Regions from separate parts of the Zea mays genome. Here region 2 is linked to region 1. A link is a contact called in public Hi-C data. All regions are on one chromosome and are shown on one strand. Each heading gives the region's core, a stretch centred on a gene start, on an enhancer-like site or on the middle of the called end of the contact. The rest is flanking DNA. Distances are from core to core; before and after follow the strand shown. Region 1 holds the start of LOC103637592 (putative B3 domain-containing protein Os10g0537100). Region 2 holds the start of LOC100273644.

Region 1 (7,114 bases), core at 3,944-6,443:
AGGATGAATCAATCGATGGCAACCGACAAGGAGAACAATGGATGACAAAACATTGATGGTGTCCCCACACAAGATGCAGTCGCGATCACCACTGCCACCATAAACGCCAGACAAGAAGCTATGAGCAATGTGTTTTACCCCTCAGTAGATTAGGATCACTACCGTAATTCGGCTCTTTGTCGAGTGTCAAATGATTTGTCGAGTGCCAAGCAAAAAAACCTCGGTAAAAAAACACTCGGCAAAGAAACTCTTTGCCGAGTGAGTGTTTTTTGACACTTGGCAAAGACTTTCTTGCCGAGTGTTAAATAACACTCGGCAAATAGCTTCTTTGCCGAGTGTTTATTTTGGACACTATGCAAAGAGCTTCTTTTCCGAGTGTTTTTTCAACACTAAGCAGACAATTTAAAAATTACATTTTAAAGGAGTAAATTAATTCAAATGAAAAAATTTTCAACTACGAATTTGTATAGCTCATCAAGATGTACAATTTATATTTTGATCATTTCTTCATATGACAAAATAAAAGTAAATTTGTTCATAAAACCTATATCTCTCTCGTAATTTACGAAACTACAAGAGAGATGTACAAGATTTGTGAATAATGTTAGAACCATCATGTGAGATGAACAAATAACCAAACAACAAAATAAAGTTTGTAGATCTTGAGAAGTTATAAAAATTTATAGTTGACAACTTTTTCATTTAAAGTCATCTTGTCAACGAAAACTACGTCTAAATTTAAAAATGTAAAATTTGAATTTTAAAAACGACCTCCAATGAAAAAAAACACCAACAGAAAAGTTGTAGGTCTTGAAAAGTTATAAAACTTTGCAGTTGACAATGTTTTAGTTTGAAATCATCTTGTCATGCAAAGCTATGTTTAAATTTTAAAATTTGAATTTTTTTCAAACTACCTCGGACAGAAAAACCACCAAGTTGTAGGTCTTGAAATATAATGAAACTTTGTAATTGACAATTTTTTATTTGAAATCATCTTATCATAGAAAAAATTCGTGTGAAGTTTTCAAATTTTGTAAATGGCCTCAGATGTATAAACTATCAAAATAGAACTTGTAGATCTTGAAAAGTTATGCAACTTTATAGTTGGTCACATTTTTAAATGAATTCATTTAGTGCCTCAAATAATCAAATTAATCTCAGTTTGTTATAGTACAAGAGGAATGAAAATGCAATGTCGGTTTGTTATTGTAGTGGTAGAGAGGGGTATGCGTGAGATAGAGGTTACGAGTTCGAATCTCACCATTAACAAAACATATAAATTTGATTCAAAATAAAGGTGAAAAAAGTACTCGACAAATAATCTTTTACCGATAAAATGTTTGCCGAGTGTAACACTCGGCAAAGGCCGAGTATAAAATAGATTTTGCGAGTGTCAGGATAAAAAAAGGCGAGTCTGGCAGTGGATCTCACACGTCATAGAGGGTCACTGTAATTTTTCACGAGTGTCAATCATCTCATATATAGGCGGATACTGTCCCACCCTGCACACAGACGCCACAATCATTCGTCTAATCTATTACACAAATGAATTTAGGAAGAACAGTTGTGCTCTACTAATATCAAGTTGCTATGAGCACTACTTTTATAATAAGTCAAATTCTTAAACATTAACCAAATTTACAGGAAATTGTACGAAAAACTATAACAGCAAGTTGCTTTTATTAAATTCTACATGAAATGACTTTCATAATGCATTTGTTTGAACTTTGATATCTTATATTAAAAAAACAAATAGTCAAAATCATAGAAGCCTGACTTAGATAAAACTGAAATTAATAACATATAGTTTGAAGCAAAAGAAGTGCATAGTATGGTCCTCTTTATAGATCTATACATATAGAACGGTCCATACTCCATATATATATTAATATTAAGATAATGACAGTCTAGCTAGCAAATATATGTCACACTACTGTCCTTCTTATGGTAGTTAGGATAAAGTAAATTAAGCTTCAGTATAATCGCCTGTCTCCGTTGGAAGTTGCGATTTGTTGGTCACCATACGAGCATATATAGTTAAGTTCCCACTTTGTAAATAAGTACACGATCCTATTATATGTATCCATTCCAACCCTAACAAAAAGGCAGTCGAGCGGTACCCATATTGGGGGACCAGTAAACGCAAACCTTTAATACAATGCATTGGCTCCAATCATGAAAGATGGTAGTAATTAATATAGAGAATGCACTACATGTATACATCAAATATAATCGACAGCAGAGGGTTCCGTGTAGCTCGAAAACCACTCAAAAAACGCGTTTCCGATAGTGACGGCATCTCTAGTGTTAATTACTTTGGTCTTCTGCGTTTAGTTCTTGGTTCGGAAATGCATGCCTTAGACTGTAGAGCTCTGGAGGCCTGGTCTTCCTAATGTTTGCCGAATTAATATTTACCTTTTTTCAGTTTTACTAAGACCGATGAACATATTCACAGCAATGGTTTATTAACAATATAAGGTGAGCATATGCATGAATAAACTGTAAACCAACCATTTAGCTCAAGCATTTCTCCTATACCATTTTCTTTTGCAGAACTTCCTTTGTTTTATACTAGGATTGTAGGAAGGGGAGAAGCTACGTTTGTAGCTGTGGGTGCAGATGCAACCCCAGAATACAACATCAGTCTGTTCGGTTATCCTGGACAGGCCCTGATAAAGTTTCAATTTTTACAATATATATGTATGGACTATGTCCGTCCATGCACTCACAAGGCCGTCAACACCCCTTCTAATATTTGTTCTAACTTCGCCACTGATTATAGACGGCACAGCAAAGAAGTCTCAGGATAACCATTCTGACTGTTTCATGATTATATCCTGATCTGCAAGTTTGCATCAGAGGTAATTTGTACTATAAATATAGTACAAAAAATGCATTTTTTGTGTAGTGCTACATACACACCTCTTCAGGATAGACAATGAACACAGAATTAAAGTTCTTAATATTCCTAAATTTACTGTACAATGTTTCGTTAGTTATATATTTGTATTCAGCTAGCGACATATGTGCTGTGTTCTCTCCTTGGTTGTTAAAATAGTGTGATTCCCTAATTTAATCCGCTTAAGCACATCGTCTCATATAAAGCATGATCCACGGAATTTATTAGTTTTTTTCTGGCACATGCATGTTTTCATGCCTCAGCAGGAAATTTAATGTTTAACTGAGCCAGCAGGATCTCTGTTGGTTCTTGTAAACATCAGAATTGCAGGAAGCGCTGCAGCATGCATCAATGAGCAACGGAAGCAGAAGCGAATCAGAATATCAGATGTGGCAGCAGGGAAAGAATTGCACAACAACCAAGAGCCAAGATGAGGATACAGTAGCAGTGTAGAGATACCCATGAAAAGCATCTGATGTTAAGGAGAAAGACTAGGGTCTGATTCTGATCTGACCTGATTCCAGTCATCCAATAACTGCCTCTGCTACGGTGCTACCTTGCTTTGGGGGGAGAGCCTTGCGAAGTTGCCCGGAGGCTGGGGCCACATAGTGCTTCAAGAAAAACTAAAAAATTTAAATGACCCAAACAGTAAGATGTGCACACAGTAGTGGGGGACGAACTGATATCGTATGCAGAGAGGATGGTGCGGTCCTTAAATAATTACTGGACTTGGTCAGAGATGATTCAGAATATGTACAATTACAATAAGCAAAATATCATATTCTCGGAACAAAGATCAAATTAAGAAAGAGAAGAAACACACATCAGTTAACGAAAGCACAAGTGAGCTAATATGAGCAAGATATCATCAAGAAATACCAATCCATCAACAATTACACATGCAGATGCACTACTGGAGCTATATACCACCTGCTCCAACCACTTAATCAGTTCGCGCGTCAGTTCCTCGGCCCAATTTCTCCCCTTTTTTATGTTGCTAGCTGTTGCTTGTGTTCAAAGTCCAAGATCCAAAGAACGCACATCCTTGCCTCCCGTGGAGGAGGATGTTGACGACGATGGCGAGGGCAGCTGCAGAAGCGTCGACGGCGTCCGGGTGGCTGTGGCACCGTCTTCGGCGTCCGGCGGGCAGTCGAGGTTCACCCCGAACAGGCGGACGCGCTTCGACCTCGTCGCCTCCTCCACCGCGGATGCGGCGACGCGCACGGGCACCGACGTGAGCACTACGGCGGCCGGCACCTGCGGCCGCAGGAACAGCACGTGCCGGCTTGGCGCCGGAGCGGAGGCGCCGTAGCCCTGCCACGGGCAGATGGGCACCGACGGGAGCGGCAGGAGGCGCTGCGCAGACGCCAGCGGCGGCTGCAGGAACGCGAGCTCGTGGCGGCGGCGGCGGAAATCGATGAAGAAGCGGCCGCGCGTGGCGCCCGCGCCGCGCGCGAACAATACCGTGTCCCCGGCACCGAGGCGCTTCTCTTTCACGAAGCGGCTCCATCCCTTGGTCATCACGTAGCTCTGGCTGCTGTTCCAGTACGAGTAGCGGAAGCGCCACGCCTTCCCCGCCCGGTCCTCGAAGCTGAGCACCAGCCCCGCCTTCCCGCCGCCCGCCGACGCCGATGCCGACGCCGCGGCGGCCGAGGCGTCCAGCGCGGGGAAGTAGCGCTCGGCGTGCTGCTTCGGGATGACCAGGCGATTGAGCTTCCCCACGTCGCTCGGGGTGACCACTTTCTCGAACATGTGCTCCTTCTCCAGCCACGCCACGCCGCCGCGAGGCCTCTCGGAATCCTCGAAGACACGGGCATGCGCGGGCCTGAACTCCATGGGGCTCCCCGCTCCGCTCACGCGTCTCGAGCGAGCTCCGGCTGGTGCTATAGCTAGCTGTTGACTTTTGACTAGCACGCTACTTCAGGGAGGGATCTGGTGGTATGTAACAGTACTAAATCCCACAACTATTCTTAGGATGGGGGTGTTTAGGGTTAGATTAGCTCAATATTATATGGTGGATCTGACGAACTTGCATAGGATAGCAGGCGATTGGCTAGCTGCTGGATAAAGAGTGCTATCTGTTCTTGTAACAGGACAGGACTGGTGATCAAAAGATACTCCTATATAGGGAAGAAAATTAACGGGATCTAGCTAGCTTGGGAGAGGTGCGTGGTTGTTGGCTTGTTGGTGGTGTGTGTGTGTGGTTTGCAGTTGTGAGATATTCAGCAAAGGTACGGTGTTGTGGCTGTAGATCAGTAGGCATCAGCGTAGATGAGACATGGAGGGGGGAAGGTTGGGAACAGCAGTACAAAGCAGCCTAGCTTGCTTTGTTGAGGACAATGAAGACTAGCTAGAGGTCGACGTGAGACAGGTGGGGCCCACGTGCGGCGAATAATAGGGCTTGAGGTATGCATGTCACTCTCAGCTCAGCTTATTGGGATCCTCTCTCTAGCTAGATCCTCCATGGATGGATGGACGGATATGATGGAGACATGATCTAGCGGCTGCAGTGATTCAGCAATTGCCTGTCGTTGACACTTGACAGCATGAATGTGAGATGCAGGAATGGGAAAACAAATCTTCTCCTGGATTGTAGGTCGTGGCAGAATAATGGGCAATACTCTCTCTCTTTCTCTCTCTCTCTGTCTGTCTCTCTCGTTTTTCATTAATGTTTTGATTTATATTCTTATCCACTGATCATGAGAGATTAGGCGCTAAGTTCTGCATTGCCCAGCTCCCCACCAGGTGTGCTACCAGGAAGAAGAAGCAATTAACTGCAGCAGGTTCCACTCGCTCTGGCCCGTAGTGATGTACATCTTATAGCAGCTGGTAGCTTGGCACAAATAATGATGTGCAGCTAGTACAATGGTGGTGTTCGATCGCCTGTGTGGCAGTGTGGCCTGCGCGGCGAGGACAACCGAAATTGCACACATGCATATGGCATATGCTCATTTTTTTTTAACATTTCTTCTAAATTTGAGCCGTACTACTCATTTAGAAAATAGGTTTAAAAGAAAGGCTCAGTAACGCTAAAGTTCCCAATCCGGTACATGCTCGCTGGTATGACTAATACTAACAATTATTGAGTGATTTTTCCAACCAGGTCTAGAACTCCCATAGAAGGAACTTGCCTCATCCACGAAGGTGGGTGCACACGGTGCAAATCTATGTGGAACTTGCTACGTCAAACAAATGTAATTGTTTGCCACCGACCTCTTTTGCAAGATCACAGGGTTCACCACTATCGACACTTCTCTACACGATGAGGATGTCCTCGCCTAACAAATGTAATTGTTTGCCACCGACCTCTTTTGCAAGATCACAGGGTTCGCCACTATCGACACTTCTCTACACCATGAGGATGTCCTCGCCTATCTGCTAGTGGGGGCTCTCGACCGACTATGACCTATTTGAGGCTCGCTAACCCCAACACTTTGGCTGGTTCACTATTTGGGCAAAGGAAACGGTTATATCTAGTCCACTATTTGGGCAAAGGAAAGGGTTAGGTCCCTTGATTCTATTGGCCTTGGGGTCACACCTCTTTATCTTTGTAGTGTCATTACCTATTATGTAAATGTTTGATGATGCGTCCTCTAATCTTGGTCGTGTAGTTCTTTGCCATGTAAATTATCCTTCTATAAATTTGTATATGTACATGAGTACAACCCTAAATATCTACTAATATAAAACACGAGTTTCTCTATTCATGTGTCGCCCCTCCCCTTCTAGCTTTCTGCAAAAATAAAGGATTTGAACCCTAGTTGTTGGCTCCACATTCACAACCACCTAGCAATAGTACACATATTTTTGTGTTTTTTATTTTGTACTCAAGCATAATATATGTATTTTATGAAAACAGGAAAAAAGATAAAACTGGTTTGTATCAAGCCTAGCATATCGTGTTGCACCTATGACCTAGATCTGGGTATAGAACGGTGATCGAGCTAGCTGGCACGGGCCTGATGGACAATGGGTTGGGCCATGCTCGGGCCGGGCTAAGATGTGTCGAGCCACGTGCCACCTAGCAGACCCAACACATTTGGACATGCATGTATACTCGTACACCAGTGATGCGCCCGCGCAGGCAGGCAGCGGCGTAATCCAGACGATGGTTCATGTAGATAGGGCTACCAGGTGTCCACGCAGTAGAGTTGCCTAGTCATCGATTGAGATACATGGGTTTTCGATTTGGTAAGTTTGGGATTAGTTAGGTTC
Region 2 (6,825 bases), core at 668-3,167, 150 kb after region 1:
TCTTCCCCAGCTCTACTGCTCCAACGCCACCCCACATACCTCCACCCTGCCACAGCAGCTAGGGTTTTGCTGAAGCCAGCATGGAGCTCCGGCAAGGCACTTGCCCGCAGACGGCAGCCACCTCCTTACCCTTCCCTCCACTGCTGGTGTCACCTCGGCCTCAACTCCACTCACCCGAAATCCTCCACTGCCGGGCCAGCGTTGCTATCACCACCTTGCCTCAATGCCAGCACACCACAGCCGCCAGGCACAGAACTCCATCCCCAAAACCCAACCCCAAACACCAAACAGGCAAACACGAAACTCTACTAGTCTAATCTCAACATAGCTCTCACCAGATTTGGAGAGGACAAGGTTGTGCCATTCATTTATTTGCCAAAAACAACTGGGTGCTACCACCCGACAAAACAGCCTAGCATTCTCTATGCTCCGTTTGGATGTCGATATTGGAAGGTATAGAATTGAATTGAGTTCAATACCAAATTAGTCATGTATTGAAATGAGATGTAATTCCAATTTTATTGTTTGGATGTCACTGAATTGTAGTTTGAAATTGTGTGGTCCGATTCCATGCAATACAGAAGGGGTGATGCTCTGTATTGGGAGAGAGTTTTTAGCTATAGTCCAATTCTAAGAAATTGAGTCTCTGGTTCTAAATCTCAATTCCATGTGCAACCAAACAATAGAATTCTGGAAAGCTAATACCAATTCCTAATTTTGTGCTACAATACCTACATCCAAACGGAGTATAAATGAAATGGCCAATCTAGCCGCAAGCTTATAAGGGTGTCCCCTACAGTTCTCAAATCGCCAGCTCTGGTGAAATTTTATTCGGCGCAGAGAGGGAGCAATGAGCTAGCGCTGCCACAGTCTGCTAGTCTCACATTTAATCCAAAGAAGTTCCCTCCCTCAGCGAAAATCTGTTTCTTCTGTTTACCTCCGCTCTCCACTTTATTTAAAATTGTTTTCAGCCTTCGACTCGCCCTGAAGTATATATCCCAACAGTGTAAAGATGAAAATCCATTAATCTAGCTGGCAAGTTTCAGTTATCCATCAACGTGTGTAAAGGTGAAACCGTGAAAATCCATCGATCTAGCTGTGAAGTTTCAGTTATCCACCCCAAACTAGTTTGAAAAGCATAACCACTCTGATACAGATGTATACGCTGGTGCCTGGTCCGTCTCACCTAACGATCACATGAATTGCACACAACACATGAAACAAAAGGCAACAGCAGATGCAGCTCCCAAGTCCCAAGGCATCGCATCTAACCCCCCCCCCCCCCCCCCCCCCGGCCGATCACACGTGAACTAGTGAGTAGTGTCGGTGATTGAGATACCGACACGAGACAGGAGTTGCTTTGTTAGTTGTTGTTACCTTTATAACCCGGCGGCGTGGCGGCGGGGGCCATGTAGCTCGCGGGAGGCTCCATCCACGACAGGGCGCCCCAGTCCCCGCCCGCCGTGTAGACGGACGGGGCGGTGGGCAGATCACGGCCGGGGCCTGGGCCCGGGCCCACCGGATCAGCGGCGGGGAAGGGCGCGGCGGATGGGGAGAGGGAGGAGGAGAACGCCGCTCGTGGCGGTGGCTGCGGCGGCGGAGAGCGCTGGTGGTCACCGGAGTACGGCAGCATCGCGGCAGCCAGCAGGGCGCAGGCGGTGGTGGCGTCCGGGTGGGGAAGGTGAGGTCTGGTCTGGTATGCGACGTGTGCGTTTCTGGTGGACCAGAGGAAGGAAGTAGTTTGATGGGCCGTAATCGGTTGAGCACGGAACAGTATGGGTCTCCGCCTCTCCGGCCTCAGCTCAGCCCTCATCATGGGTGCGCCAGCAGGAAGTGTGTACTCTTTTGGACCAGGCCGTATCTTTGATCAGAGTGCGATGTGAAGCACAAAGAAAGAGGGCAAAGTCCCGTTTCGAAGAGCTTCGTTCCTCTGTGATTATTGATGATATTTGATTCTCTGATTGAGTGATTCTACTGGGTTTCTATTAGAGAGATAATTGGTTCTGTACTAATCTCTGTCAGAATATAAATTAGTCCTCCGTTCTTTTTTATTTGACGTGTTTTAATTCAAAAATAAATTAGCCTACAACAAATATTCGAGAACGAGTTTAGTAGAATATAATAAAAAGCAGTGTGAAGCATGTTTTTAGCTCCCAGCTGTCAGTGTAAATAAAGAAATGATTCTCCAGTTGAGTGATTCTATTGGATTTTTAGGAAAGAGCAGGTCGAAGAGATTCCTTTTTACTGATCCCTATCAGAACATAACAGGCAGGGTAAACCGGTAAAGCATGTTTTTAGCTTCTAGTTCCTAATATAAATAAAGAAGAGATTCTTTTCTGATCTCCACACGAAATTAGTTGGTATTGTAAATGTTTTAACTGGTTGAGAGTGATTCACTTCAAAGAAGCTGTTGGAGCTCTTCCAAACGGCCCCTAAGCACCACTCATTTGATAAAATCATCTGCAACTTGCACTTGATAGACCTGAATGAATGTCTGGTTCCTAACAATGACGAACTGGAGCTTAGATCTGAAGGTGGCAAGCATATGCGAGTGTACAGGAAAGAATGGAACTATTTCTTATGTGATCTGACGATATCTCATGATGTAAATTAAGATATCTCGTGGTGATAGCAAAGAAATAGGCTGCGTCAGAAAAATAAAAGAGAGAGAAGTTCAGAAAGACAAGGGTACATGGGATGCATGATGCATGGACGAATTGCTTCGTCGGTAAGTCTCTGAATTCATCGCTTCCTTTTATGCTGTCTTCTCTAGCTTTTCGGTTACTGTGCTATTATACAATCAGTCCTTCGGATGTACATAGTACAGTTCAAATTTTAAGGTAGATCGAGCGCCATGCCAAATTGCTAATTCCTGAGGTGAAGAACCACACTCCCATGGCTCTTTGAAATGGAGTGTGGTATGTCCTTATCGCTTTAACTATGAATGCTAACTCTCCAGATTCAGCATGGTCCTGTTGGCTACAAGTGGAGTTTGGTGGGCCTTTATCTGCACCAGACAATGCCACAGCGGGTTCGCATTGGGCGGCCCTTCGTCGGCTCCTCCCAGACTATCGGTTGCTGACCACGGTGGAGGTTGGTGATGGGCGTACTACGGCTTTCTGGTATGACTGCTGGCTGCCCTCAGGGCCCCTCGTGGAGGCAATGCCGTCGCTGTACACACACGCACGACATAAAAATGCCTCAGTCAGCGACGTTCTTTCAAAAGGTCTGCGCCTCGCCTTCGTCTCTCGGCTCTCAACGGTAGCTGCTGCTGAACTGGTGCAATTGATGGGGCTGCTTGATGGTGTGGTGTTAACAAATACCCCAGATGTACGTGTGTGTCCCTGGGAAGACAGATTGCATAAGCTTAGCTCCTCATCTGTCTATCGTGCAGTTGTCTCCAATGGAGAAGGCTGTGAGTACTATAAATTCATTTGGGAGAATTGTGCCCCTCCTAAGGTCAAATTCTTCGGCTGGCTGTTGGTGCAAAACAGGATTCAGACCAAGGAGAACCTCCTCAGAAAACATTGCGTTGATGACAGTGTATGCGAGGTCTGTTCGTTGGCTGTGGAAAGTTCATCGCATCTGATCGCTGGTTGTCCTTTCGCAGCTGGTTTCTGGGCAAGGTTGGGGATGAACATTTCTGAGGAGGATGCGCAACAACTTTGGCATGTTCAGCCCCCTGTTCACATGCCCACCGCACACTTCAATACCTTCCTCCTCCTATGTTGTTGGCGTCTCTGGAAACACCGTCATGATGTCGCCTTCCGCTCGCTTTCCCCGTGTTATACGCGTCTCATGGCTGGCTGCCGTGAGGACGCGGAGTTGTGGTCTTGTAGATTACCTCACTCGGATCGTCATGTGTCCCTTGCCTGGGTGATGGTATTCTCCTCTTCTCCTCCTCTGTAACAATCTTATCCGACATGTAACTTGACCATGTATAGGCCCTTACTAATGGCAATGAAAAGGTGGGGTACCTCTCCCCCCCGAATTTCTCAAAAAAAAAAAAAAATTTCTTCCAAACTGCCACTACGTACAAAAATGCAAGAATAAAAGTACTATCTGCTAGTGCCGATCCGAGATCTCCTCTCTAAACTTGGAATGAATGGCTGCTGTTTACAGAAGCTATATGCAGTTTCAGTGCATAACACAACCTTTAATAAAGAAAAACAATTATGTATATGGGCCTCCTTCAAGGATATACTGAATTTACAGAGACACTGCAAAAAAGCATTAGCGAACTTTTGACGACGACCTTATCGTTTTCGCCATGTTCTTGCACGTGGGACCGACACGAGGAGCCCGCAAGCACTTGCATGGACATGCAGAAAGGAAGAACTTTGCAGATGCAGATGCAGATGAGATGACGCACTGGAGGAGGGATGCCATTTCCCAGTGTCCTTCGATTCGACCAAGAGCCTGCATAAAACCGCATGCTCCCCCATGTTTCTGGTATATGCTCCTCCAGCCACACATGCATGGCGGCGGACGTGGTCTCCGACCTGGTCCTGTCCTTCTTCTGCTGCTGCTTCTACGCTCCCGGCGACCACCACCGCGGCGGCGGAACGCGCCACTACGGCGGCGGCCACGCGCACCCGACCGGCCGTGATGCGGCGTATCACCACCGCGGTGCCGGCAGCCGTACGGCGAGCGGCCGGAGCAGGAGGACCGTGTCCCTGCAGGTGCGCGCTTACACTTACATCCTGATCCTGCATCAACTCCAGATTTCCTTTTTATTTGTTTATTCCATATATATGAGTCTGGCTGCTGGCTCTCGTGAACGGTGACTGACTGGACTAACCAGACGGTGGAGCTTAAGGTGAGGATGTGCTGCGAGGGCTGCGAGAGAGTCGTGCGACAAGCCCTCCAGAACCTCCGAGGTACTATACTACACACGAAAACATCGTGTTGGACAGTGACATTGGTCAGCGCAGCACGAAATGGCTTACAGATCCAGATTTGCTATATATATTTATTATATATGTCGCCGCAGGAGTGGACAGGGTGGATGTGAACGTGCCAATGGAGAAGGTGACGGTGACCGGGTACGTGGACAGGGCGAGAGTGCTGCAGGAGGTGCGGCGGAGCGGGAAGAAGGCGGAGTTCTGGCCGAGCGGCGGCACGCCGCTGTGGTTCACGTCCCCCAGGAGCTACTTCCGCGACGACGGCGGCTCGTACCGCCGCAACAGCTACAACTACCGCCGGCACGGGTACAGCGACGGCGACCGGCACGGCCGCATGCGCGAGCCCGCACGCGGCGCCGGCCCCGTCGGTAACATGTTCAACGACGACGACGTCAACGCCGCCTGCCGGATCATGTGACCCATGCGGATGTCTTGCGGTTGCTGCAGTTTCAGTTTCTCGTTTCTCATCATCTCACATGGGCTCGCGATGCAATGGCTAATGGATTACAGTGGCCCTTAATCTTACCAGGGCCCCACATCCAGGATTAACCATCTCATTTTTTTATTCAAATTCCGGTCATTAGCAAAAACGGTAGACCGGATGAATTTTGTCGAATTTCCCAACCGGTTTGCATTTTCAAATAAAAAGCGAGATTTGGGAATCTCGGTCAAAAAATCGTGTTTCCTGAGCGATTTCGACGTGTTTTCACTGGAAATGCTAGTTAAGTTTGAAAAGGTTAAAATTTAATTTCTGAAATAATCTGTTTGTAATTTGTTTAATTCATGTTGTACAAGGGTTTAGGGTTTAGAGAAAGACGTGCATATGGTCTTCATAGACTTGGAGAACGAAGTCTTATGACAAAGTACCTAGGAGTGTAATATGATGGGCCTTGGAAAAACACAAAGTATCAACAAAGTACATTCATCTTATTAAAGATATGTACACTAATGTTGTGACAAGTGTCTGAACAAGTGATGGAGACACCGATGACTTTCCAATTAACATAGGACTACATCAAGGGTCGGCTTTGAGCCCCTATTTTTTCGCTTTGGTGATAGATGAGGTCACAAGGGACATACAAGGAAATATACCATGGTGTATGCTTTTTGCCGATGATGCGGTACTTATTGAGGAGAGTAGAAGTGATGTTTCGCAAAAGTTGGAATTGTGGAGGCAGACGCTGGAAGCAAAAGGTTTTAGGCTTAGTAGGTCTAAAACAGAGTATATGAAGTGTGATTTCAGTGCCATGGGGTATGAGGATGGCGATGTTAGTCTTGATGGGCAAGTGGTACCCAAGAAAGACACTTTTCGTTACTTAGTATCAATGCTTCAGAAGGAGGGAGACATCGATGAGGATGTCCGTCATAGAATTAAAGCTGGATGGTTGAAGTGGCGACAAGTTGCGGGTGTCTTATGCGACCCCTGGGTGCCACACAAACTAAAAGGCAAATTCTACAGGACAGCAATCCGGCCGGCTATGTTGTACGGAGCAGAATGTTGGCCCACTAAAAGACGACATGTCCAACAACTAAGTGTGGCAGAGATGCGTATGTTGCGCTGGATATGTGGCCACACAAGGAGAGATCGAGTCCGGAATGATGATATACGAGAGAGAGTAGGAGTGGCACCAATTGAGGAGAAGCTTATGCAACATCGTTTGAGATGGTTTGGACATATCCAACGAAGACCTGAAGAGGCACCGGTGCATATCGAAATAATTAGGCGTCCCGAGAATGTGAAGAGAGGTAGAGGTCGACCAACCTTAACGTGGATAGAGGCTGTGAAGAGGGACCTGAAGGAGTGGAATATTGATAAAGAGATCGACGTGGATAGGAAGGGGTGGAAGTGTGCAATTCACGTGCCAGAACCCTGATTTGTAGCTTCGCTTTTCCTCCTTAATCGTTTGACCTTCCCTTGTGC

What was found. A called contact is a pair of places that touch in the nucleus more often than the background predicts.
Region 2: a Hi-C map of ear shows a contact between it and region 1, with 4 times the contacts expected there. The contact joins the promoter of LOC100273644 here to the promoter of LOC103637592 in region 1. A contact is called at or near these places in 5 of 25 Hi-C or Micro-C datasets (ear, endosperm, leaf and 1 more).

What each region holds. Positions count from the first base shown.
Region 1 is chr1:84,494,516-84,501,629 of Zm-B73-REFERENCE-NAM-5.0, forward strand. LOC103637592 (putative B3 domain-containing protein Os10g0537100) reads right to left here and starts at 5,194. Exons shown (of 1, transcript XM_008659751.2): 1 at 3,609-5,194. The coding sequence starts at 4,735. The coding sequence ends at 3,914.
Region 2 is chr1:84,648,163-84,654,987 of Zm-B73-REFERENCE-NAM-5.0, forward strand. LOC100273644 reads right to left here and starts at 1,918. Exons shown (of 5, transcript NM_001348665.1): 1 at 1,378-1,918. The coding sequence starts at 1,816. LOC103637594 (heavy metal-associated isoprenylated plant protein 30) reads left to right here and starts at 4,462. Exons shown (of 3, transcript XM_008659754.4): 1 at 4,462-4,682; 2 at 4,805-4,880; 3 at 4,994-5,839. The coding sequence starts at 4,479. The coding sequence ends at 5,322.